7 separate regions of the Mus musculus genome follow, and regions 1, 3, 4, 5, 6 and 7 are each linked to region 2. The links are chromatin contacts, called in public HiChIP or PLAC-seq and promoter capture Hi-C maps. All regions are on one chromosome and are shown on one strand. Each heading gives the region's core, a stretch centred on a gene start, on an enhancer-like site or on the middle of the called end of the contact. The rest is flanking DNA. Distances are from core to core; before and after follow the strand shown.

What was found. Promoter capture Hi-C pulls out the DNA fragments that hold promoters and counts their contacts. HiChIP or PLAC-seq counts read pairs in DNA pulled down with a chosen protein or histone mark.
Region 1: a contact with region 2 is called in a promoter capture Hi-C map of pre-B cells, with 4 times the contacts expected there. The contact joins the promoter of Arf1 here to the promoter of Sh3bp5l in region 2. A contact is called at or near these places in 2 of 39 promoter capture datasets (liver and pre-B cells), 1 of 484 Hi-C or Micro-C datasets (CD4 T cells), 6 of 115 datasets of contacts at active chromatin or transcription factors (bone marrow-derived dendritic cells, embryonic forebrain, embryonic hindbrain and 3 more) and 1 of 9 other capture datasets (liver).
Region 3: a contact with region 2 is called in a promoter capture Hi-C map of neutrophils, with 5 times the contacts expected there. The contact joins the promoter of Fam114a2 here to the promoter of Sh3bp5l in region 2. A contact is called at or near these places in 3 of 39 promoter capture datasets (liver, neutrophils and pre-B cells), 6 of 484 Hi-C or Micro-C datasets (B cells, CD4 T cells, CD8 T cells and 2 more), 2 of 115 datasets of contacts at active chromatin or transcription factors (bone marrow-derived macrophages and memory CD8 T cells) and 2 of 9 other capture datasets (adipose tissue and liver).
Region 4: a FOXA1 HiChIP or PLAC-seq map of pancreatic cancer cells shows a contact between it and region 2. The contact joins the promoter of Wnt9a here to the promoter of Sh3bp5l in region 2.
Region 5: a promoter capture Hi-C map of pre-B cells shows a contact between it and region 2, with 5 times the contacts expected there. The contact joins the promoter of 2310033P09Rik here to the promoter of Sh3bp5l in region 2. A contact is called at or near these places in 11 of 39 promoter capture datasets (the 3T3-L1 cell line, cranial neural crest, embryonic stem cells and 6 more), 5 of 484 Hi-C or Micro-C datasets (B cells, CD4 T cells, embryonic stem cells and 1 more) and 6 of 115 datasets of contacts at active chromatin or transcription factors (astrocytes, embryonic forebrain, embryonic stem cells and 2 more).
Region 6: a contact with region 2 is called in a promoter capture Hi-C map of liver, with 4 times the contacts expected there. The contact joins the promoter of Guk1 here to the promoter of Sh3bp5l in region 2. A contact is called at or near these places in 4 of 39 promoter capture datasets (frontonasal cranial neural crest, hippocampal neurons, liver and 1 more), 2 of 484 Hi-C or Micro-C datasets (B cells and myeloid progenitors) and 5 of 115 datasets of contacts at active chromatin or transcription factors (astrocytes, embryonic forebrain, embryonic stem cells and 2 more).
Region 7: a contact with region 2 is called in a promoter capture Hi-C map of liver, with 3 times the contacts expected there. The contact joins the promoter of Iba57 here to the promoter of Sh3bp5l in region 2. A contact is called at or near these places in 8 of 39 promoter capture datasets (the 3T3-L1 cell line, 3T3-L1-derived adipocytes, the C10 cell line and 4 more), 2 of 484 Hi-C or Micro-C datasets (embryonic stem cells and myeloid progenitors), 4 of 115 datasets of contacts at active chromatin or transcription factors (astrocytes, embryonic hindbrain, memory CD8 T cells and 1 more) and 2 of 9 other capture datasets (adipose tissue and liver).

Annotation. Positions count from the first base shown.
Region 1 is chr11:59,227,012-59,230,602 of GRCm38.p6, reverse strand. Arf1 (ADP-ribosylation factor 1) reads left to right here and starts at 2,336. Exons shown (of 5, transcript NM_007476.3): 1 at 2,336-2,430.
Region 2 is chr11:58,328,363-58,332,177 of GRCm38.p6, reverse strand. It overlaps Sh3bp5l (SH3 binding domain protein 5 like), which reads right to left and starts at 1,471. Exons shown (of 7, transcript NM_024480.5): 1 at 1,386-1,471; 2 at 315-924. The coding sequence starts at 497. It also overlaps a transcript of Zfp672 not described here.
Region 3 is chr11:57,516,802-57,520,482 of GRCm38.p6, reverse strand. It overlaps Fam114a2 (family with sequence similarity 114, member A2), which reads left to right and starts at 1,839. Exons shown (of 14, transcript NM_026342.3): 1 at 1,839-1,910. It overlaps Mfap3 (microfibrillar-associated protein 3), which reads right to left and starts at 1,818. Exons shown (of 3, transcript NM_180599.1): 1 at 1,771-1,818.
Region 4 is chr11:59,304,914-59,308,226 of GRCm38.p6, reverse strand. It overlaps Wnt9a (wingless-type MMTV integration site family, member 9A), which reads right to left and starts at 1,297. Exons shown (of 4, transcript NM_139298.2): 1 at 1,160-1,297. The coding sequence starts at 1,254.
Region 5 is chr11:59,205,985-59,209,616 of GRCm38.p6, reverse strand. 2310033P09Rik (RIKEN cDNA 2310033P09 gene) reads right to left here and starts at 1,256. Exons shown (of 7, transcript NM_024210.2): 1 at 944-1,256; 2 at 752-797; 3 at 566-648; 4 at 417-489; 5 at 224-309. The coding sequence starts at 1,188. It overlaps Mrpl55 (mitochondrial ribosomal protein L55), which reads right to left. Exons shown (of 4, transcript NM_001302336.2): 4 at 3,479-3,632.
Region 6 is chr11:59,189,901-59,193,517 of GRCm38.p6, reverse strand. It overlaps Guk1 (guanylate kinase 1), which reads left to right and starts at 1,566. Exons shown (of 8, transcript NM_008193.3): 1 at 1,566-1,767. The coding sequence starts at 1,707.
Region 7 is chr11:59,162,311-59,165,688 of GRCm38.p6, reverse strand. It overlaps Iba57 (IBA57 homolog, iron-sulfur cluster assembly), which reads left to right and starts at 1,944. Exons shown (of 3, transcript NM_173785.6): 1 at 1,944-2,338. The coding sequence starts at 1,998.

The DNA of each region.
Region 1 (3,591 bases), core at 1,087-3,586, 900 kb before region 2:
ACCTCGCCCCCTCCTGGCCAGAGCTGGTCCATCCAGGGACCTCAGATAGGAAAAGGGACTCCTGGTCTCTAAGCAACCTTGTGGAAGAGTTAGCCTCAGTTTACCCGAGCAATTGCTATTTCCTGGTAGGGTCTGTCCCTAGTCATGCCCACTCAGGGCTCCCACACATATGTTTTCAAGCCCCCGCCACCCCACTGGGACAGGGCTCAAAGCAGAAGCACAGATGAAAGAAGGAAGTAAGTTTCTTCACTTGGGAGTAGGCATCCAGCAATCTGTCTTATCATTTTCAAAAAACTGTATCTTACATAAACCCCATCTTGTCTCTCCATATTGTTTTTCAATTTGCTAAGTTCCTCCTCACAAAATAAAGTTTCTTTGGCTTTCTATTTCTTTTAAAAATTTTAAAGATTTTGTTTTTTAAAAAATAAATATTTTTAAAAATTTAAGATTTTTTTTTAACTGTGTGTGGTTTATGCACGTGCTTGTGGAGGCAGAAGCTTCAGAGTCCCTGGAACCGGAGTTATGGGCAGTTGGGAGCTAGGAACAGAGCTTGGGTCCTCTGTGACAATAGTATGAAGAGTTTCTTCAGTTCAATTGTCCAACTTCCTTTTTAATACACACTTGGGGATGGAGTGATGGTTCTGTGGTCAAGTCCACTGCAGCTCTTGTAGAGGAACTGGGTTTGGTTCCCAGAAACTGCATAGTAACTCAAAACATCAGTAGCTCCAGTTCCAATGGATCTTCTGGACTTTTTGGGCACCAGGCACCCATATGGTATACATACATATTTATAGACACTCACATATATAGATAAAATAAGTAAATCTTGAAAAATTATATATATTTAAGTGAATATACAATTTAACATTCAAAGTTCATGTGCAATATGAAAATTTCACTGTGGCTTCAGCTGACCTGGGGAGGTAGGAAGAGCCTGCCTAGGTAGGTATCCACTTCAAATGTATCATCCATTACACATGTGGATATTAAATATCTACAAAGGCTGTTTAAAATTTTAACTGACACAAATAATTATTTACGGGGTACAGAGTGATGTTTTGAGCGGGACTACAATGTACAGTGGTCACATTACAATAAACAGAATGACTACCACCCTGTCTCCATTTTTTCATAATTTTAGCCTTTTTAGGTACAGAAAGGGAGTTTGGTTCTTGACTATTAGCCTGCGGTTTTCTGGACACCCCATCTCTTTGTCGACTTATCCATGAGGCTAAGACAGGCTTCTGGCATGGCTGGAATCACAGGTCTCAGGAGATGTCCTGCCATTTCTCCAGGGTTGGTGGCAGGCAGCGACACCCAAGGCTTTGTATAAACACTTGCTGTGTGTTGAGGGTGAGAGAGAACAGGCAAGCACCCCCATAGACGTTTACAGAAGCAGCATTTGAAAATGGAGCCCTGAGCGATGGAAAGGGATGTGTTAGGGTCAAGAAGGTGACTATTGCATCGAATCCTGCCAGGCTCAGCACCCACAACTCTGGGGAGAAAGCTCTGGAGGTCTCAACCCCCAAACACAGTGAGGATGCCCTGTACCCTGTGCCTGGACACAACAGTGGCTGAAGCAGGCCCTGGTAACAGAACTGTCTCCTGCTAACTCAATAGATAGGGCTCCAGGCTCAAAAGAATCTCCCAGGGCCCTCAACATCTCCTACCTGTGGGACTTCTCCCAACAGCACACGGGGTGGAAGAACTGGATAGGGAGGACAGAGCCTGGGCCTGATTCCTGCATCGATGGGGAGAGTTAACGGATTCCTCCTCACCTGCACCCTGAAGGAGGCCACCCCATCACTGCCTCTCAGGCAGTGCTATGCCCATGCAGGTGTCTGGTCCTCTCAGTCAGCTCTGAGCGTGCACACAGGTCCAAGACCAGTGTGGAGACATGGTGCTTGTCTGACATTTGGCCTGCGCCTCTTCCCACTTTGGCCATCTGTCGGTCACATCATTCTCTTCAATTCCAGGGCCCAGCTGGAATATCAGAGACCCTGGGGTACTGTGAGAAGGACATTACACCTCCTAGGGCTGACACGACCTTCCCACTCTGACCTTGGCGCTCTAGAACGCTTACTGGCCTCAACCCCCGCATCCGCGGAATGGGCTGGAATTCCGCAGGAAGGCGCGCGTGCGCACGCGCCGGCGGACACGGAACTCCATACACCACACCCTTGCTCGTTCTAGTGCCGGGAGCCAGAGTGCTAGCCCGGGACCCGATCCGGAAACAGAGCGACCTCGGCTCCGCCCCGTGAAGGCTACAAAGTGCAGACGCGCAAGCGCCATCCGTGTGGGGGCGGGGCCCTCTGCGTGCCCGCCCTCTTCCCCCGGCGTGCCCCGCGGCAGGCGCTGACGTGGCTGCCGTCAGCGCCGCCATCTTGTGGGAGCGAAACCAACGCCTGGCTGGGAGCAGCCGCCGCGGAGGTGAGACGCGGGGCGCGCTGAGGCCGAAACTGGGGAGGCCGCGGGCTGGTCATCGTGGGAGTCAAGGGGGCGCTCAGCTGCGGCTGCTAAGGACCGAGTCCGGTCGGGCGGCCTGAGGTCTATGCTCAGTGAGCTCGGCGGCAGGCCGGACAGAGGATCGGGACGCCCCGGAGTCCCGCGTCGCCCACGGCCGCTTGGCCCTCCCCCACTCCGCGGCCCTTACGCCTGCCTGGCCGCCCGCCGCGGGCCGCAGCCCGGAAGTCCGGCCAGGACGCCGGCTCTTCTCCAGGAAGCCAGGTTTCCTGCTGTTCCTCTCTGCGCCTCTCCTAGGCTCCACGGCCCGAGAGCCTGGGAGCGGGGAGCAGGGTTCGGGGGGTCACGGGGTTTTCCTTCTTAAAGGCTAGCCGGCCGCTTCAGATACGGCATGAACCGCGGGCTTGGGGAAACTGAGGCTCGGGTGGCCCCGAGACGACGTCAAGGTCACTCGGGTGGCGAGGTCTTCCTCTTCTGTCTCTCGAGTCCGGTTCCTGTCGGCCTGGAGGACCGAAGTTGTAGGAAGGGGGAAGGGAAAGGGACAGGTGTCGGACAGGGGCTCCGAACTGCGGATCCAGGTGCTGGGATTTAACACGCGCATTTGCGGATCTCGGGGGATACCAGAATACCCACTGTGATCCCCAATTAGCCGTGATTTGGGCCCCGAATATCGTCGGTGAGATCTGCATTGGGGTGCCGATGGCCCCCGGAGGGGTTTGAGCCTTGTTTCGCCTCTTGACCGGCTCCTTTATGCACTTTTGGGTGGATTAGAAAGGCCATTCTGAATTGGAGAATCTTTAACCTGCCCATGGAATAACCCGTTCCCGGCCTCTGAGCAGTCCGCAGGTACAGAGACCAGGTCCAGTACACAATTCTGGCTGTCCATTTAGGGTGGTCGTGCCATGTCAGTTTGTAGTGTAGGTAGCTACATATGTTGTATGGTCTAGCTACATAGAACAAATGCAAAATGCTAGGGATTCTGTTCACATCAAGAAGGAATTCTCCCATTCAAACAGCAACTGGCTGCTTTGTCAGGAAAGGAAGGGTCAGCTGCTCTTGGTCCCAGAAGTCATTGGAGAGCCCAGTAGTTGATGCCACAACCCATGTTGGAGTCTTCTGTTGTAGTTC
Region 2 (3,815 bases), core at 222-2,721:
TCCAAACTGCCTCCCAGTCTCAGCCATCTCCTCTTGCCTCCAGGATATGTAAGATACCTGAGCTAGCAATCTTTTTGCTTATTCAGAAAGAAGAACAATGAGTGGTTCTATGCCCCAAGCACTCAGGCAGGGTCCCTGCTCTCCATCAGCACTTGTCACACTTGTCACACTGAACCGCCACGTTTTATGTACATGTCTGCTTCCCTTTCCCACCCCAGCCCACTGTGAGAGAGGAGTCTAAGGCCTCATTGATCCCACAGCTCTTCAGCAAGTCTGGCCTCTGGACTTCTGACCTCCTCCATCAGCCTTCTCACCTGTATCCTAGGATCCAGTTCCTCCTCCTCTCTAGGGGACAATTTGGTCTCACTGCTGTTGCTTCCACTTCCTCCAGGCTCCTCTGCGACCGGGCTCCTAGGGCCCTCATCCTCTACCACCTCTGACCGAAGTTCCCCCTGCGGAGTCTCCCGGCCCCCTGCAGCCTTTTTGAGATCAGCCATGCTGGCTGGAAGAGGGCAAAGCCCTATGCACAAGAGAGGGCTGGCATGCTGGGAGCAGGGCCCCAGTTTGAGGCTTCCTGGACTTTGGATGGAACAGAATAGGGCTTTCTCTTCTCAAAGGCCGAAGAGAAGCAGCACAGATGGGCCTCGCGTTCAGTTAGAGGCTGAGCTTCGAACTGCTGAGGAGGTCCTTATAACTAAAGCTTCGTCTGTGCAAAAGTTCTTCACACCTCACCACGGGGAGCCCACCAAGAGACCCCAGCGGCAACAGCTCCAACTCAAGGAGCAAAGGGGGCCTGGATCCTGGGCCGACGCCTGGGAAGAGGAGCACCATTCGGGAGGGTGGAGGCAAGCGCCTCCAGGCTGTGGTGGCAGATGGAGAGAAAGCTAAGTCCAAGCAGAGGGTGGGAGATGCGCCTCTGGGGAGCTGCAGGAGACACAAAGGTCAAGTTACATAGGATGTCAGCATCAGAACCTTGGCCAGCAGCCTCCTCCGCGTCCTGGGTCTCCCCAAGATACCACTGGTTTCCCAACACACACTCCCGAGATCCGACCAGTCCCCCACCTCAACTTCTTTCCTCCGGCCTCAAGGACTTTAGGTCCGACTCTGCTCGCGTCCCTGTTCCCTCCACAGTCCCTCCCCTTCCAAACTTCCCTCTGAGCCCCACCCTCTCTCCTCCACACCCTTTTTCTACCAAGCCCGTCCCCCTCGGTCCGGCTTTGCAATTCACCTTCTATCCCCCAACCTTGCCTCTCCAGCCCTGGGGGCCATCTGAGCCTCCAGGCTCCAAGCGCATACTCTTCCGCGGACCCAGCGTCTGAGTCCCAGCCATCCCATGTAACCAGGCGAAAAAAAAAATGCCCCTTCCCGGCTTTACCTCAGTTTACCTTGCTTTACGGGGAGCGTCTACGGAGCAAACAATCTTCCCCCTCCCTCCGCAACAAGACCGTCCAACCAAAAACGCCCTGGCAGAGAGGAAACGGAAATACGCCATCGCGTAAAAACGCTATTTTTTTTTTTCCTCTCTGACAAGTATTGCCCGATGTAAGCTCACGCTCGGCGTGCTAAACGTTCAGGGTCCGTACAAGATGGCGCTACTCTACATCCGACGTCGCCTTTCCTAGCTCCCAGTTCACCCGCCAACCAAGCCTAAATAAAATGAATGCATGAGTAAGAGTTGCTGAGGAAAACTACAGCAGGTGATGAAAATCGATAGTCCCTCCCAATTCGAGAAATGCTAGCAATAGTGTCGTACGCGGGAGCGGCCATCGTTGCTTTAGGAACAGAGGCGGGGCTAAGGACTGTCACTGCCTGGCGCGACCGGAGGTGATGCAACTTCCGGTTTCGGCTAGCTCCTATCTGGGTATTGCTAACAAAAACGAAGTCGTTTTTCAAAAGTGATTTTTTTTTTCCTTTTCTTTTCTTTTTTCTCGGTTCAGTGAATCCGGCGGACTCTAGGTCGAGACAGGTGGGTGAACCTCTCCCGACACCTGCAGCGGGCGCCATCTCTCCCGCTAAGTAGCCGGCCTCACGGGACGCCGGCTACCGCGTGAATGCAGAGGATCTCACTGTTAGCTCACTTTCCTAGAGTGGGAGGAGGAGGCTCGAACTTAGCCCAGTGAGCTCCCTGCTTCGTTCATGGGTGGTCTGGATACCAGTGCTATGTGTGGCTTGCAAGACGGACCGAAGCCATGGATGGGATGCAGGATGGATGCTTGCGTGGTACAAATGTCTGACGGCCTCGGGGCCCCAGGCTTTTTTTCTGGAGATGAAACACGTATCCGGGCCCAATTCTCTTCCCATTGGGTTCTGTTGAACATAGCCCGTGTTTAGTAAATCGGTAAAGAGTCTGTTTAGTCAAGAGCTGCCTTCCTATCTGTGAAGGAGTCTTTAGGTGTTTCTAGAGGCATGAGAATGGAGGAGGACGGGGTTCCACAGTCTGAAGTGAAAGGAATTCCAGAGCTGGTCCCTGTTAGGGTCCAGGAGTCGCCCCACAAACCACAGGAATATCAATCTCAGTCAGACAGGGATAGTGTATTGAATGCACACCCCACGGTCGGTAGACATAGCTTAGACTCTGGAACTGAATGCTACTATCATGAACTTCGTTTCAGGGTCAGTTTATATAGGCAGAAACCCATAATGAACTCACAAGCAATTGCGGGGAGGGCTTGTAGGGTTATTGGCCTTTTTCCAAGTTGTGTGTGTGTGTGTTTAAATAATTTAGACATAACAGTTCAAGTTGACTTCTATCTTGCTTAGCTCTGAGTGAAGTCTGCAATTGGGGAGTTTGCAAGAAGAACAGTCCTCAAAACATGGTAACAAACCTCTGAACATACCGGGATATATGGTCAACATGACCACGGTCTGAGCCAGACTATTCTCTGGGTCAGCAGTCAGTCTAATTTCAGTGGCAGCAGTATGAGATGGCACTCATACTGGCAGGCGAGAAGCAAAATGGCTACAGCTATGCCAGGGAGGCAGTGCCAGGGGAACAGGCTTCAACTGTCTATGCTGTAAGTCCAGTTTGTGTCTAGTTAGCAGTTACACTAAAAAGTATTCTGTGGCTTGTCAAAGAACGATAAGGAAGGCCGTGTAAACAGTGGTTCTCAACCTTCCTAGTCCTGCGACCCTTTAAAGTGCTGTCCCCCAACTGTAAAATTATTTTGTTTCTCCTCCATAACTGTAATTTTGCGACTGTTATGAATTATAATGTAAATATCTGATATTCAAGTATGGTATCAGGTATAATATGTGACCCTCCCCCAAAGAGGTCACAACCTACAGGTTAAGAACTGGTATAAAGGATTGTACAGCTAGATATAGGAGCCAGTACAGTGGGGGAGAAATAGGACTCCAACTAGAGATGAACAAGGGGGAAATTTGTAACCAAAGATCAGTTTTGAGGGTTAGTGGATGAGAATGTGATTCGAGGGAAAAAAAGGGTAAAGGGGTCTGGCTAAGCCAACCTAACTGGGTTCTTGCTGAAGACAATCCTGGAAGGCTTGTGTCTATAATTGGGAGCCTGGCATACAGAATTGGCAGAGGGGTGGTCTTGGTAAACTCCCTTCACAAAGTCCTTCATTAAAACTAGGTTTTACAAGATAGTGTTTGGATAGGCCTAGAAAAAGGTTCAGGCGCCTGACCAAAGTTAGACCAAAGAATGTTTCTCCAAGACTAGGTAGGGCATGAAGGCCCTGTCTTTCCTAATGACTGCATAGCAAGATGTTTGGCTCTTGGCTTCCTGAGAAGGGTTCTCCTAAAGAGTAAGAAATGCATGCACTACCTTAAAGGGATAAAGGAAGGAGACAAGTTTG
Region 3 (3,681 bases), core at 590-3,089, 810 kb after region 2:
TGAAATAGTTTGTAATTTGGTATGGTCTTAAGTTGCACCTTTATCACTTGCTCTGATGTGCTCGAGGCCGCTTAGTTTCCATATCTGGATGCTGATTCCATTATCATCCCCTTCTTTGCCTAGAATCATACAATGTTTCCAGTCCCCACACAAAGCTTCAGTTACGTGTGTCTTACTCTCTACTGTCTCTAAACTGTCTTCAACCTCACATTCTGGTTCTAGTTGTTCCTTTTGCTTATCATTTCCTTTCCCCAGTAACAGCTTCCCATGAGAAATTAGAGAAACTGTGTTTCTGAGAAAGGTCTCATGTAGTCCAGGCTGGCCTCGAATTTGCACTCCAAGGTAAACTTGAGCTCCCCTCCTGCCTGTACCTCCATCTGCTAAATGCTGGGATCACAGACCTGTGCCAGTACTTCACCTGGAAAATAATCTTTATAGAAATGTCAGTTATCATTTAGTGACTTACCATTTTAAAGCTACTTCTTTTTTTGAGAGTAGTTTTGATTTCTTAAATGGAATGTACTGGCAGTAGTAATCTATTTAAACAAAACTCTTCAAAATTCTTGGTAAGTTTAAGTGCAATGGACTCTAAGACCAAAATTTTTCAGAATTGTCACTATAATACTAATGGCAACATGTAAAAGACAAGACAGTTACTAGTGGCCCAAGATACATTCCTATACATTTTTCCTTTACAAAAGAAAACCAGAAGAAATCTTTTTTCTGGTTTATTTGTTGGACCAGACGTTTTTGTTTGTGACAGGATGTGGTTACTTAGCTCTGGCTGGCCTAGAGTTCACAATGTAGCCAAGGCTAGCCTTGAACTTGCAAATCTTCAAAGGAACAGGCATTTAGTAAGGTCGTAGAGAATATCAGCATACGGAAATGTAAAGAATTACTATTGAAAGTAAAGTCAAACATTTGAAGGGTTTTAGGAAGTGGCAGTTACATCTGAACACTGATGTAAGGGATTGAACAGAGGAGGGGAATCTGTTCCTTTTTTTTTTTTTTTTTTTTTTTTTTTTTTTTTGTGCTCAGGATCAAACCCAGGGTCTTGCACATGACAGGCAAACGCACTCCCACTTAGCTATACACCAACACAACACAACAGCGAGACACTCGAAAGCAAGTCTTTAGGGTTTCAGGTGCCCCCCCCACCCCATATTTTAACACAATTTTGCTTAATGTCTTCTTGGATAAACTGCCCAGGGACAAATGAAGCGATGCACTGCACATCTAAAATTACAAATCAAAAGCATATCACTCTCCTGCTTAGAAACTATCAATTACTTCCCATCGAGTTCCAAATTTTAAGTCAAACGCCTGGTCACCGACCTCACAAAGACCCAGTGCCCAAGTTCTCCGCCCCCCCCCCCCCCCCCCGTCTCCCTTTACTATTTATTCAAAACCTCTACTCCTCCTCCCTACAGGCAGGCTTCCCCCTTCTCACTTCCTCACTCAGTTCCGTTCCATCACCGCATTTAAACTTGGACGAAAGCACTTAACTACCCCCTCAGATTCCGTTGTTTTGATGGTGGTGGTCTCCCTTCCTCACCACCTTTGCAGTGAGCTGAGAGCAGGGCCCGCCCTGAATTCCCAGTTTGTGTCCCGGATCGTCGCTGGCCCTCGAGTATTCTGGAAATACCTCATGGCGGAACCCCGACACCCACACCCAGCCTTCACGGAGGGCGGACATCCTGGCATCCCCCGTGTCCAGCTTCAAGCATCCTTTACCTCTCAGGAAGCCACCGGAGCAGCGGATTCACTCACCTCTCTGCAGTCAGCGCCTTCCGCCCTAGAGGATGCTTGACCCGGAAGTACTCCTCGACGGCGACCCCGCCTCCGCGCTGAGGTCAGGAGTACTTCCGCGACGGTCGGGTCGGATCGGCGAGCGAGCGGCGGTGGCCGCGGTGAGGGGCGGTGTCGGGGTTGTGGGGCTTCCGGGTGAGGGCGGCGAAGGCTGGGGGGTCTCGGGGTCACGGGTTGAGGGGCTGCAACGCTTCCAGCCATGTTTGGTGGGCTTGCCGGCCGAAGGGCTGGAGAGCTTGTTTACCTGAGGCCTGGGGGTGGGACCTGCGTGCGGACGTGCGGAGACGAGAGACCCGCCACGTTAGCTGGGGAGTCGCCGCAGCCTGCAGCTGGGGCTCCCTGTCGCACGGACCGGCGGCAGCGCTGACCCCAGGCTCGGCTTCCAGCTAGTCAGCCACGCCAGCCACGCCGCCTCCGGGTAAAGGCGATGGTCACGCGTGTGCTCTGGGCATATTTGTGTCTCGACTGTGAGGCGCCTTGTTTGACTTCTCCAGTCACCTGGATTGTTCTCCTCCAATCAGGAAAAACCATACCCGGAAAACATTAAATAGTACAATTCCGTATGTCTGGTATGTGTTTAATCTTACTTATAGGAACGGTGGAGAGGGACATCACCACTCACGAATCTTGTCTCCTGACTCAGCCTAAACTCTTGGCACGTCCTCGATGCTTATTAAAATCTCTATTGTGCAAGTGAAATAATAGGGACAGCTGGAGTTTACTAATCGGAATGTTCTAGTTTCATAAAATTTAAATGAACGTATGCAATATGTGCGTTCTATTTGCTTACATAGAGCAAATCGAGAGACTATATATTATATGTTGTAACTCGGAGAAAGAAGAAAAAGGTAGCTCTAAAACAGTGTCTATACAGCTGCAAGAACACCTTCTGAACTTTGGGCAAGCATGTCGGTGTCTTTTTGTTAGATCAGCCTTTGGACTGACAGGGGCAGAAATTGCCTTACATATCTTCTCTGTCTCCAGAACTGGGTCCATATGCAAAAGGTTCTTGCCATGAATAAGTTAAACGAGTTATTTTTCTATTTTTCTGAGTTAGTTTGCATGGCAATTGGTACTTGTGTATGGAATTTTTTTTTTCTATGAGTTTTTGGGACAGTTTAATATATGCATATCGTGTACCCATAGAGTCTAGGCAACACCTTTTTTTTTTTTTTTTTTCACGTGGAAGAGGTTTTATTGGGAGGGAGAGACAAGATGGCAGCAGAAAAAGAAGAGGAGAGGAGGGAGAACACTAGGCAGCATATTCTTGGTCTACCTTTCTAGCCTGTCACCCTTGCTTCTTCCCTAATAGAGACATGACTCTAGGGGATTATATCATGGCTCCCTGACCTTTCTTCTGTGCTGTCTCCATACCCTTTGTTTGTTTACCTTCCTGTTGCTGTGATAAGATACCCAGACAGAAACAAGGAAGGCGATCTTATTCTGAGTCACAGTTCGCTTGTCCAGTGGCAGGAAGGTCACGTAGGAAACTGGTCACTTTGCACCCACAGTCTAGAAGCCGAGAGCAGGGAATGCTTGCCATCAGCTGGCTTCTCCTTTTGACACCTTCCAGGATCCCAGCCTTTGTCATTGTGCCACCCACAGTAGATGGGTCTTCCCGAGTCTGTTAACCTCAGCAGGACAGTCTCCACAGATGTGCCCAGAGGACTCTCTGGTGGTTCTAGGCATATCAGTTTGGCAACTGAGATTGACTGTCATAAGCCTGAACTTTTCTTTATCTCATTGGCATTTTCATTCGTTAAAATCTTAAGCATATTTAAGGTAGACATTACAAACACAGATGCATGCATGGTCTAATTGGATTACTATAAAAGAATACTATAAATTTGGAGATACTAGAGTATGAGAGAA
Region 4 (3,313 bases), core at 48-2,547, 980 kb before region 2:
CCAGGGTGGGGAGACCCTGGGAACCGAGACATGGAACTGACCCTGGAAGACAACCCAGAAGAAATGGACAGACGGAGGAGAAAGGAGGAGAAAGAAAAACACAAAGGGAAAATTTCCCATGAAAATATTTTATTTTCTTTGAGAACAGGATACACCTGCAGGGTTCCTCAGCCCAGCCGCCTCTCCCTGCCCTGGCGGGTGCCAGATTCCTAGACCAACGGGGCCCTCTGCCGGCCACACCGCTGCGAGCGGCCACTGAAGCCAGGGGCGAGGGAACAGGTGACCGGCGAAGGGCGGCGGCCCAAGACGCAGTCCAGATCACCCAGGACCAGGGTTGCGACCCGAGGGGCTAACCCAGGTCTCCCAGAGGGGGAAAGAAGGGTGATAAGCAGGGAGGGCAGAGAAAGCTGGGGCGCTGCCATGCGTGGTGCCACCCAGGACCTTGGAGAACTCAAAGTGCAGTGGGTGTCCCTCTAAAGATCGCTGGGTTCAGGCATCCCAAACCTGGGAAAGCGAGTAGAGAGGGAGGGACGAAAGGAACCAAAGGTGAAGAGACGCGCCCAAGAACGCGGCAAAACTGCTAACGCATAGACAGGCGAGTGCGGGCGGCGACCCCGCGGGACAGCGGCGGCGTTTACCCCCCGGGGTCAGGTCTCCCAGACGTGTTCCCGAGGGCCGAGGTCGGGGCCAGGCTCGGGCGAGCGCCAGAAAAAAGCGCAAGAAAAATAAATTTCTCCAGCTTGGAGGGTTTTTTTTCTCCCCTTTGGGGCTCAGTGCAAGGAACATCTGGATTTTGTACGTGTTTTTTTGTTGTTGTTAAATTAACTTTTCCAGGAGAGAAGGGGGGTAGTGGGCAGGGGCCAGGGAGGCTCCAGCCTTTTGGCAGGAACACCGCGGCCTAAGGCGGCGGCGGCGACTCGGGAGTCACCGTGGACCGCGGCCCCGCGCAAGCCCGTCGGGGACACCGGCCCCTCTACCTCTAGGGCGCACGGCGGGCAACGACCTGCGGACCGAGAGGCGCGCTCGCTGCCAACTAACGACTCCAAGCCACCCGTGTACCCCGCCGAGCACCTGGCGAGTGCTACCCCGGGCTCGATGCCCCCGTCCGGCCCCGCCGCCCTCGCCCGCCCTCGCGCGGCCGCCCGCCGCGGGCACCTACCCGAAGTAGGCGGCCGAAGGGCGCAGCGCGGCGAGCAGCAGCGTCAGCCCGAAGGCCGCGGCCAGCCAGCGCGCCAGAAGGGACCCATCCAGCATCTTGCCGCGCCGCGGCGGCAGACCATCGCGCTCCGGGCTCCGCGCAGGGCGCGCCGCGACCGCCGCCCTCTTATAGCGTCCGCAGCCGCGGCCGCGGGGCGGGGCGCCGGCCAGCTGGGCTCGGCCCGCCCGCGCCCCGGAGGAGGGGTCACGCCGGCGCCGGGGGCGGGCCGAAATCCGAGCTGCGCGCCCGCCGCCGCCGCCGCGGCCGCCGAGCTGCTCGGCTCGCGGGGCGGGCCTGGGGCGCGCTGTGGGGAGGGCTGGGCACGTGGCGCGGTGGGAACCCCGGTCGAGTAACGGAGCCAGAAGGAGCGATGGGGCGGGACTGAGAGACAGAGCAGGGTTAGACCCCGGGGCTAGGTGTCTGCAGCCAGGACACAAGTGCGAGCTCCGGGGTGTCTCCTGACAGTTAGGGACCGGGTGTTGGCCGCCGGGAAAGACATCCAAGAGCCGAGAAACTTGGACGACTGTGCTTGAGGGGATAGTGACTGGGTGGCTTGGGAGCGACGTTAGCCACTGGATTACAGAGCGGGAGCGTGGGGGGACGCGAATCCACTCGCGGGCCAATGTTGCCAAGAGGGAGCCACTGCTGAAAGTTGGGGTGCTGTAGCTGGAGGAATGGAAAGGCGACCTCTCCAAGGGAGACCAAAAAGGCATTTCTGCAGAGCCGGTGCTGTGGCCGACTTGGACCTGAGGATGGGACAATATGGTCCTCAGGGACTTCTGGACTACTAGCTGCAGATATCACTGACACTCAGGGACCTCATACCCCAAACAGGGTGGAAGATGAAGGGGACCGCTGGCCAGGATGGTGACTGGTCTGTGTGAAAGCCCAGAGCTGTGACTCATCTTCGTGGACTGAATTGTCTATAAGTCAAACCTTAACTAACACGCAGAGAAACACAATTGCCCAGGGCACCCAATAGACTGCTTAAGAGTCCCCTGACATTGGGGGAGGGGCGGCTTATTCAGGGACCATTCAAAGTGCTGGAGAATAGGACCGAGTGATTGGATCCTGACACATGCCCACCGCGTGTCAACCTTCCGTGCTGGAGACGCACTTTCTGTGCAAGACAGTGACACACACACACACACACACACCAGAGCCAAGCTAACAAAACCCAGGGACCTCCAACACTAGCGTGCCTCCCTGACCTGGGCTTACAGGGGCAAGCTCCACACCCTGGAAGGCAAACCTCCTTACCAGCCACCGCCTTCTCAACTTAGAGGGGCTGATTCTGGATGGGAGACCTCCAAGTCTGAGGGTTTTGAGCTCCTCTGGGAGGCTGAGTTGTCTAGCCGTGCACAGCAACTGCTCAGCCACCTGTCACGGCTCCAAAGGAAAGCAGAGGAGGAAATGAGTGAAAAAAAAAAAATCACATCAGCCTCCGCACTGGTCAGAGCCAAGCAGGTTACTCCTGTGGGTGTGGACCACCCAAGTGAATATACCCTGTCCTGACTGAAAAGCTTCCATATGTGGTGGGTGTGTGGCTGAGTGAGGGGTCGGGAGAGCCCATCACTTCCTCTCCGAGCCTTGGTTTCCCCATCAGAGGCCCATTTAACTACACGGTCAGGGGGACTCGTATCGCTCCCCATTGCTGGGAACCCACCTACACCCCACATCGCCATCCAATGGTGCTTCTGCATCAAAATGAACCCAGAAGGCAGCTCCAGCCATGGCAGCATGGGGGTGGTGTGTGTGTTGGGGGGGTGGGGAGCAGCATCAGGGAGACTTCCACCTGGAGGCCTGGCTCCCGCTCCTAGGAAGAAGCAGGAGACGGGAGACGCTGAGCGATGACATATTTAAAGGCACGAGATTGCTTCCAAGAAAAATGATGTGTGAGATTGTAAACGAGTGTCGCCAGGCACTGCAGGCGATGCATACTCGGTGAGAGCGGAGCTGGCACCTCGGCCACCCAGCAAGTGCAGAGGAAGGAGGCAGCAGTCTTGGGCAGCCCACGCACAGAGAGGCCTGGAGTCAGCCCTTGTACATCTTTGGAGATGGGGTGCTTGCTAGTGAGGATGACCTACCTTTTAGATGCTGGAGACAGTTCTGCTT
Region 5 (3,632 bases), core at 7-2,506, 880 kb before region 2:
GCTGTCTACCAAATGCTGGGATTAAAGAAAGTTGTGTGCCGCCCACCCCACAAGCACCTCCCACCAAACTGGCCAGTATCATGGTCCTGAGCGTCACCCTGCTGGGTCACCTATGGCAGCTACTGAGACTCCAGCCCAGAGATGGAGGTCCGCCTACTTCAGTCAAACTAAGAGAGCTAAGGCAGTCTGCCCCTTTATGCACAGGGAGGCAGACTCAACTTACTCCGGTTCGACCTTGTCCTCAGCGCGAGGCTTCTTCCTGGGAGCAGTTGGGGCAGTGCTTGGGCCTTCGCTGTCCACACGGTGGTGCTGTATGACATGAGTAGCCGTGGTGAGGAACACCCAGGGAATCCTGCCCCACATCTCAGACACCTCTAAACCCCAGGATCCTGTGCATTGGGCTTGACAGGGTTTACCGTGAACACTGACAGCCCAAGTTTGGCAGCCTCTTTGTCTTCTCGGGATAGCGCCACACGGCCCGCGGAGCCACTGCAGGGGACAGAGCATTTGAGGACAGTTCTCAATCACCGCCCAGGCCTACCCTGGACTCCCCAACTAGCCTAACCTGGCGCTGCCCAAGCCCAGGAGCCGGTCCACGCCCTTCTCCTCGGGGTCTCCTCCTTCCCGTTTGCAGATCTCCACGAAGTCCTGCGAAAGCAGGGTAAGATAGGAGGTTCTAGGCCGAGACAGACGGACCCCCCCACCCCCCCCCAACCACCCCGCGGACCTCGAACCCATATCTCAGACTCACCTCCTTGCTCAGGCCGGTGGGCTGTTTCCTCACGTTCTTGTAACCACTGCGAGCAAAGGTCAGGAATGCTCATCAAGGGTCTGGCCCCTCGGTCCCCTTCTTTCCTGTGCCCCGCCCACATCCAGCCCCGCCCCAGGGCCACCCAGATCCCGCCCTCGGGGCTTGCGGTCGCCCCGCAGACCAGGCACTTACAGTGCGGCCAGCAGCGCCTCACGCTCCGCCTCGCGCACGGCTGCCAGCTCTTCCTCACGGCTCGGGCCGGTACACGGCGCGCGGTCCTTCGCGTACCAGGTGAGGTCGCGGCCCTTCTGCCAGCGGCCTACTGGCGCCATCAGCGAGTTGCCCAAGTAGTTCTCCCTCTGCTTGTCAGTCTTCACGTCCTCCCAATTGAACTGGTCTTGTCCGCCACGCACGCCACCGCGATTGGAGCCGAACATGGCGCTGGAGCCACTGCACAGCCTTCAGTACCCGCGGTCTCTAGTCGGACTTCCCGCAGCACTCCGGACGCACGCCGTGACGTCACTCTCGCGCCCCCGCGCGCGCCTGCGCTCTCGCTAACGTGCCCGTGCGCCTGCGCACTGCGTATCCGAGGGCCTTATCAATCAAGATCCTCTTTCTAAAGGGCGTTCAGGGCTTCTCTGGCGCATCCTTCATCCTAGTGCCACGTGCGCCTGCGCAATAGCTCCTCAAAAAGGCGGCTGTGCTATCCCACCTGATAACTCTCGTGTGAAGGAATCTCGGTGGAAGGGGACACTACAAAACCTTAGTGACACCAGGAGGGGCCGGCCCCTTGCTTTCTGGAAAGCCAAGAATGCTAACTCCAAAGGTCCCGGGTCACTGTTGAAACTAAGTTAAATAATGGCAAACCTTCACGGAACAGAGGGACAGATAAAGTCACCAAAGAAACATGGATTCACTCTTCCATGCTCTGGGTGACAGAATATGCGTATGTGACATGAAAGCCAAAGCATCCCTAAACCAGAGCGATCTGTGTTCTCTGCAGGTGAAGCTTTACTGGGCAATTTACTGAGGCTGCGCCTCAAAATGAACAGAAACTGAGCTACATCTTAATGACAGATCACTTGCTTAACATGATGGTCTTGGGTTTCATCCCTAGTCTGAAAAAATACCCATCCTGGAACTCTCTAGCATCCCAAATAGACCAAGACAGCCTCATTTTTATGTCTTCATCCTGAACACGTTGAGTACCTGCCACAGCTTGTGAGGCTCTTGGTATGAGCCCTGAGGTCATGGCCTGGCTTTAGAGGACACAGTTGGGACAGATTCCTCAGAACAAGATCATACTCGGGATGAATGGATGGTCCCAAGGGGAGCTGCACAATAAAGTGGAAACGTATCCTTTATTTGCCTGATGTAATTGTCATTTCTGAAGCTTACCGCCTCTGTCTGCTAACCCAGGCCTTGTCCTGGAAGCTTCTAGCCTCCATACAATCTTATCTTGGCCTAGAATGTTTTCAACCTCTGAGACCTATTGCTGAATAAGCTCACCCTTTAATGCTCTTCTGAACTCTATCTAGCTGGGTGGTCAACTCAGCTATTCTGGCTCAGACTCCTCCACACTGAATGATTCAAATTGGCTTCTTCCAGCTTCCCCCGAATTGCTCTGCTTGGCCTCATACGACCTTTGGTATTATGTTCTAATCTCTGGCTCATTTTCTGGCTCGTTCTGTCTTCACCTGGCTAGTTTGTTCTTTCTCTGCAACCTGTCTCTGTACAATGGTCCCAGTAAACTGCCCTCTCCTATTCTTTCCCCTAAGTCACTTCTTTCCTCTCTGTTCTCATGAGAGATAGGCATATCCTATTCTGTCAAATCTCCCTGAGTCACTGGAAATCACTTTCAAACATGGGTGCTTCTTTCTAACTAAGTTTACCTTCATTGGGATTAAAGGTGTGTACTAAGGCTGAGGCACACAATTAGAAATGTTTTTTTCCAGTAAACAACAAAATCTGCAACAATAAGGGAGCATCGGTCAGTCATGTGGGCCACAGCAAAAGAAGAGCATACTAGCCGTCTCCTAGGAAAGGTCTCCAGAAAGCCAGGGAGCAGCTTCTGGGCCTTCACCTTTAACCAGGCCAGGTATGCTTAGGACACGGAAGGTCGAGCTGCATGGTCAGATCACAGAATGCATACTAGGTGACGCTAAGGAGGAGGTGGACTATGGGTCTGGGAGGTCACGGGACAAATGTCTAGAACGGTTCTAAGGCCTGTGCATCCTTGTATAATCACCTATTCTAGTGACACCCAGAATGTCAAGTAATGGAGTAACACGATGAAGGGTTGGATAATCCCAGGCCTGCTTTTGAGGTTAGCTATTCTGTGTGCTCCTTCGTCTGGAGGAAGCCAGTGGGATTTTATACCAACATCAGGAGTACAAAGGTTCAGGCAGCTACTCATAGATTTGGTTTACATAGTCACTTATTCTGCAGAATGGAGTACACCAGGGGTTCAAGACACACTGCCTGGCCACACTCCTGGGTTCCCAAGGGCAGGGAAGTGTTTCTCCCCCGGTTGTCTTTTAGGAAAGGCCCTATTAAGGGTGGAGGTGAGAAGGATGAGTGCAGGGTGTATGTGATCCAGGAGTTTACCTTGGGGGTTTCTAATAGTAGGCAAGTAGAGCTGTTAGTTGCTGGTACTTCCTGTCCACTGTCCAAATACTTCTCAACCAGCTTTATAGCAGTGTTTAAAACCCAGAGGTCTGAAGCTGTGTATGATGGCAGATACCTTTAATCCCAGCTCTCAGGAGGTCAGGCCTGGTTTACATATTGAGTTCTAGACTGACCAGGGTGAGACCATGTCTCAAAAAATCAAAACCCAAACAAAGAGTCAACCCCAAAAGTCTGACCTAAATGGGCCCTAAAG
Region 6 (3,617 bases), core at 317-2,816, 860 kb before region 2:
CCCTCCCCTCCCCTCCCTTCCTTGCTTCCTCAGAGGCACCAGAAGAGGGCATCATCTCATTACAGATGGTTGTGAGCCACCATGTAGTTGCTGGGATTTGAACTCAGGACCTTCGGAAGAGCACTCGGCGCTCTTAACCCCTAAGCCATCTCTCCAGCCCCCTGTGTAATATTTTTAAGAGTAAAATTAGGCAAAGATATTTCTTATAAAGTCAGTACATTTTCCAAGGAATCTCATGTGCACTTCCTTCACTGCCCCTCTAGATCACCTCGAAGCTCAGGACTTCTCTCCAAAAAAAGCTTTTGGAAAGAACTGATACTTAACTCAACTGTGCTGCCCACTTTACTGCAATTCTTTAATAAGTTTGTTTTATTTAAGACAGGGTCTCCCTATGTAACCTTGATTGGCCTAGAGCTAACTATGTAAATGGAACCTGTCCTGAATGTTCTAAAGGTCGGCCTACCTCTACTTCCAAGTGCTGACATTAAAGGTGTGTGCCACCACATTGGGCTTATTTTTCTTTTATCTCCTGAATTAAAGACAACTTCAGCATTCTCTGAGATCTTTGCCTTCCCGTTTCTTTCTTTCTTTTTTCTTTTTTGTTTAAGATTTATTTGTTTGTTTGTTTATTTATTTATTTATTTATTTATTTATTTATTTATTTATTTATTTATTTATTTATTGTAAGTACACTGTAGCTGTCCTCAGACACTCCAGAAGAGGGAGTCAGATCTCGATACGGATGGTTGTGAGCCACCATGTGGTTGCTGGGATTTGAACTCCTGACCTTCGGAAGAGCAGTCCGGTGCTCTTACCCACTGAACCATCTCACCAGCCCCTGCCTTCCAGTTTCTTGAAGTAACTTATTTAAAAAATACTTTGGGGAGCCACAATAGTACATACTTTTGTTTGAGATGGGGTTTTTCTGTGTACCCTGGCTGTCCTGGAACTTGCACTGTAGACAAGGCTGGCCTTGAACTCAAAGATCCATCTGCCTCTGCTTCCCTTGGTATACATCTTTTTATTACCGGCATTTGGGAGGTAGAGGTAGATGGCTCTCTGGGAGTTTCCAGACAGTCAAGACTACATAGTAAGACCCTATCTAAAAAACTAAAAGACTTAAAATTAGGTGTATGTGTCTATGTGTTTGGGTAAGAGTACATGAGTGCAGGTGATGCGCCTGCCCAACCTGAGTGCTGGGAACTGAATCTGGGTCCTCTGGAAGAATAAATAGCACGTGCTAGCCGCCTCTTGAAATGATTTAACAGTTAACCGGCTAACCCGAAAATGTAACTAAACGGATTCGAAGCTGACTTCTGATGTGTTCCTCTCAGGGTCTTTGTAAATTGGTAGGGTTTGAGCCTAGGGAAAGAAAGGAGGGTACGGAAAAGGGCGGAGTTTGGAGAAGAAACAACGAAGAGAAGTGGGCGTGGTCGTCGGGGAGAACCGCGCAGTGCGCCTGTGCATCATCGCGGCCCCCCCCCCCCCCGTTGGGCTGAGGTGTGGCTGTCGCTTGGGGGCCGTGACAAGGCGGGATTTAATGTGGTGTAGGTGGGGCCGGCGAGGGAGACGTAATGTCAGCGGGCAAAGGTGGGACGTGGCCGGCGCTGGTGCTTTGCGTACTCGGTGTGCGTAGCCATGCCGCCCTCCGGTGTGTTCCGGTGGGCCGGCGCGCCGCTGTGACGTAGTCCTGCGGGCGGTCCCTGATGCTGCGGCGCCCGCTGGTCGGGCTGGCGGTGGCCGCCCTGGGTCGGGTCCCCGCGGACGGTGAGTGCGCTGGTGGCTGGTTGTCTTCGGAGTGGGACTTGTGGCAGCATATTTCCCTTGCGTGCCGTCTCCATCTTGTGGGGATGCCGGGTGAACGTGTTTCTCGGGACCCCAGAACGACAGGGATGGGCACGCGGAGTCCCAGCCACCAGCAGATCGGTGCAGCATGAGCCTAGTCTGCGCTCTTCCTCTGTTCCCTACCCAGCCGGCGTCCTGGGTAGGCTCAAGCACATGGCTTTACTCCTGAGCCATTGCGGGCGTTGGACTTCAGTGCCTGCAGATGGTGCAGGCCCTGCAGACTATTAGGATTTGGCTTGTCCCGATTTGTTTTGTTTTAGAAAAAAATATTAATCTGCCTTTGGGCTTATTATTCTCAGGCATCGTTTTATCCAACGTGGAAGTGGGCGGGGTTCGTTCTGGTGGTGCCTGGAGGTGGAGCAGGTGACATTAGCTCCGCGGTATCTGAGGAGAGAGGGAGAAAGCAAGTAAATGACTGGTCAGCCTTTGATAGGCTCCAAGGAGAGAAAGAAGAATGCAGTTTGTTTCTGTGGGTGCTCCTTCAGTTCACCTTGCAGGAGGTCATAGGCTAGTTATGAAAGCGACTACTAAAGTTGTTTCCCTTTCTCGTCTGTCTTGACAAACACAAAATATCCAGGAAACATGATGTAATTGGAAAAGAAAAGGCAGAAGGGGATGTGAGAGGAAAGAGCCCAGGCGACAAAGAAGGAAAGTTAGAGTAGGGTTGAGCTCTTGGGAGGCAGCCATATGAGCAAGGCTTCTTGTATCCCTGACTCTTCTGGTTGGGACTTAATCTTCCCTGTCCCATCCTGTCCTGTCCCCATCCTCCCTGATTGCATGTGATGGTGTCTGTCTTCCTTCCTTCCTTTCTTTCTTTCTTTCTTTCTTTCTTTCTTTCTTTCTTTCTTTCTTTCTTTCTTTCTTTCTTTCTTTCTTTCTTTCTTTCTTTCAAGATTTATTTATTATCTATAAGTACACTGTCTCTTTCTTCAGACACACCAGAAGAGGGCATCAGATCCCATTACAGATGGTTGTGAGCCACCATGTGGTTGTTGGGATTTGAACTCTGGACCTCTGGAAGAGCAGTCAGTGCTCTTAACCACTGAGCCATCTCTCCAGCCCCGGTCCCTATCTTTCTTGATTCTGCTTCTGCTGGTCCCTAGTCTTCCCTGCCCTGCCCTACCCATTCCCTGCCTACACGTCCTGGGCCTCAGTTTCCTTTGCTCTACCCTGTCCCCCATCCTCCTCCACCGTTCAGTCTTCCCTGACCCTGTAAAGCCTTGGTGTCCCTTCTGCACGATCGAGCAGATGACAAACTGTGCAGTGTCCTAGGGTCTTTCCCCTTTATCCTCGTTGGGTTCTGAGCCCTTTTTCCTTTATGTTCCCTCTACCTCATGATTCCTGGCCAAGGAATCAGCCCGTTCCTTTTTGTCCTTGCTGGGAAGAGACACAAACGAAGATGGGCAGCACCAGGAAGGTGCAGCAGGCTGTCCGTGGTTGGCTGCTGCTCCTCCACCTCTTTGTTGGGAGGCCGTGGTAGGTCCATCTGGCTCAGAGGAATAAGATTGAAAATGCTTTGGCTGCTCTGGCTGCTGCTGTTGGAAGAGGTGCCTAAGTCCTGGGGGCTCAGGGCTCGGGTGTGTCACTCATGTCTGCCTAGCGCTGTTTGTCTTGGAGGACTAGTAGTTCTTCTCCTTCCTGGAAGGGCCTGCTCTTCAGTTGACAGGAGGGAGGTGATGGTTGTGACAGATTTCCAGTCCTAGAGGCCTGAGGTATAGATTGGAAGAGGATGTATAGGAAGTTTTGTCTAGGACGTCCCAGCAGAGCATGTT
Region 7 (3,378 bases), core at 695-3,194, 830 kb before region 2:
AGGGGAGAGGAGGGCAGGGGAGGGGAGGGGAGGGATGCTGCATAGTGGCTTTGCTCCGAAGCATGGTTTGTTCAGTCTGCTTTCTTATAGAATCCAGGACAAGCAGCCCAGGGATGGCCCTACTCACAATGGGCCTGGCCCTCCTCCATCAATCACTAATTAAGAAAATGCCATACAGACGTGCCTAAAGCCAGATCTTATGGAGGCATTTTCTTAATTGCGGTTCCTTCCTCTCAGATGACTTTAGCCTGTGTCAAGTTGACATAAAAGAACTATGCAACACATCTACTTTCTTTGTAGGTTTTTCTCTCAACTGTTAATTTTCTTCTCCCCTTCCCACAAGATAGGGCTTATTTGTGTATCCCTGACTGTCTTGATACTAGCTCTGTAGACTAGCCAGGGCTTACAGAGACCTGCCTGCCTCTGCCCAGCCAATGCTGGTGTTAAAGGCATGCGCCACTACCAAGCTCCAAGTCCATTTCGAAATTCTTTTGTTAATAAGACTAAGAACACACAAAAGGAACTCCAGTTTCCCTGGTAGCAATATGATCCAGTATGCCCCAAAGACCCAAGAACAGGGACTCAAAGAGACATCCGTGTAGTTGTTTTCATAGCAACACTTTTCCTGGCTCCAAGAATTGGAGACCTCCCAAGTACCCGTTGCCAGCTCAGCACATAGGGAAAGGTAGGCATTACCGTAATAAAAAAATTTTTTTTCGATACAGGATTTCTCTGTATAGCCCTGGCTGTCCTGGAACTCACTCTGTAGACCAGGCTGGCCTCAAACTCAGAAATCCACCTGCCTCTGTCTCCCAAGTGCTGGGATTAAAGGTGTGTGCCACCATGCCCAGCTATAAAATACAATTCTTAAAAAGGGAAGGGAATTCTGATACGTGCTATACTGAGGATGGGTGCTCCATGAAGAGAGCCAGGTGCAAGAGGACAGGCACTGGTTCTCAGAGGCTTCCAACCCACAAGGGCAGAAAGCCAACTGTGGGCACCAGCGGCTGAGTGTGTGTTCTGGGAGGAGTCAACGTTCTGGAGTTGGATGATTGGGAGATAAAAAGTTCTGGAGTTGGATGATAGTGAGGGCTGCGCAGCCGTTTGAACAATGCCGATATAAATGCACTAAAAGTGGTCTCGCTGGCTGGCTTTCATCAACTTGCCACAAGCCTAGCGATATCTGGGAAGATTCAGAAAACGCCTCCATAAGCTTGGCCTCTAAACAGGTCTTGGCTTATATCACATCAATGACTGATGTGAGAGGGCCCAGCTCACTGTGGACAGGTGCTCCTGGGTCGTATCAAAAAGCAGGCTGGACAAGCCATCAGAAGCTGGCCGGTAAGAGCCCTCTTCCAGGGCTTCTGCTTCAGTTCCTGCCCTGAGTTCTCTCTGTAAGTGGGTGTGACCTGAGAGTTTTCAAATGAAGTGAACCCCTTTTCTTCCCAAGTTGCTTTTGGTCATGTTTAGTATAGCAATAACAAAGTAACAGTGGTGAAGATAATACATTTTATACTGTTCGTATTTAACCGTGAACAAGGAAATGCCTAACTTTTTTCCTCCTTTTTTTCTGGGCAGTACTGGGGATGGGAACCATGGCTTCCTGCCTGCTAGGAAATGCTCTACCACTGAGCTATCTATCTTCAACTTTTTATTCGGAGACAGGATATTCATTTTAAGTTGCACAGGCAGGTCTTGAACACGCATCCTCCTGCCTCTGCCCCCCGAGAGGCTGGCTGGGATTGCACACCAGGACCGAGGTAAGATGGCAGATTTCATGTTTACTTATTTACCACGACCACAAGCGGTTTGACCAGGAGCCAACTAAGGAAAGGGTCACCGGGTGGCTCTAGCCTTGGTGTTTATCTGGGCTTGCGCACCCATCCACTGGCTGAGGTCCCGCCCACTTTCCCCCCCACGCACGCGCGTCGCCAGCCGCCGCCGCCGCCGCCGCCGCCCGGGGCCGCTGTGGTGCCCGCCTTCACTTAGCGCCCAAGATGGCAGCGGTGGCGCTGCTTCGGGGCGCGGCTGTGGGGCGCAGAAGCCCAGCTTGGCACTGGCGGCTGAGCGGGACCGCGAGTCACTGCCTAGCCCGTGGCTTTGGCCTTCTTGGCAGCAACCCCGCGGACGGTGTGGCCTGGACTTGCTTCCGGCTGGACGGGCGCGCCTTAGTGCGCGTGCGCGGCCCGGACGCTGCACCCTTCCTGTTGGGACTATCGACCAATGAGCTGCCGCTTTCGGGGCCTCCGACCGGCGCGGCTCAGCCCTCTGCGCGTGCGGCGTATGCCCATTTCCTGAATGTGCAGGGACGCACGCTCTATGACGTCATTCTGTATGGGTGAGCTTGGGCGGGGCAGCAGGGCGGGGCAGTAGGGTCGTTAGAGTGCTGAGGGAGCAGACCTCCAGAATCCCAGGAAGGATGTCCAGGATAAGATTTCTAGGGAATACTGGCTAGACACCCTTGGGAAGAGGCATAATTAGATTATTCTGGAAATGACTTTCTGAGGACAATCTAGACTTAGGGAAGGGGTCACCTAGAGGCGGATGTCCCATGGAAGGCATCCAGGTTGCGCTAGTTACTTGCACAGAGCGTTGTGCCTGGGACCCCAACCAGTCAAGTCAGAAGCTTCTGGAGTTATTTTCAAGATGGGTGCTTCAGCTTTGTCCCTCCCTCCTCACTTCTTAGAAAGATTTCGCTGGTTCGTGGGACTTTATTCAAAAAGCCACTCTCTGCACAGCCTCTCCACAGTGACAGATTGTCCCAGTGTTCTGAGAATCCAGTTTTTCCCTTATTTCTGGTTCCTCTTTGCAGTGCCAGCTGTTTGCCTGTATGGTCTCATTATCTATACAGCAGACCTGACTGTGACTGTAAATAGTGTTTGCTGGCCAGTCTGGGCAGGGCCTGCGTCTATAGCATTGAGTCTTCAGCTGCTCACCTTTATAGGATCTAAGTCGTGAAGTCTCAGCATTGTCTAGTAGGCATGTGAAGACCCGCCCTCCCTATCCTGTCCCTGAGCTGTCCCTTGACTCCTACCAAAGTCCAGGCCTGGCTGCCTGTCTCAGCTACCCGGTGTCTTTCCAAGTTGGTTTTTGGTGAGCCTCTTCAGTAGCCCCTAGATGCTCATTGGGAGTATATGGGGAATCCTCATATCTGGAGAACAGTTCCTGAACCCCTGAGGGTAGCTATTCCAGGATGAGAGTGGTGGATGAGAATTGACAGCCATGGCACCACTATCCAGTAGTTGTCTGCATTCTGTGGGGGGAAATCTAGAGTGCCTGTCTCCAGGTGCTGAAAGGCCACAGTGATGTGCTTCCTAGAGATCCTTTTCCCACATTACTTCGCTTAGTGAATCTCTGAATCTAGAACTGTGTCAGCAA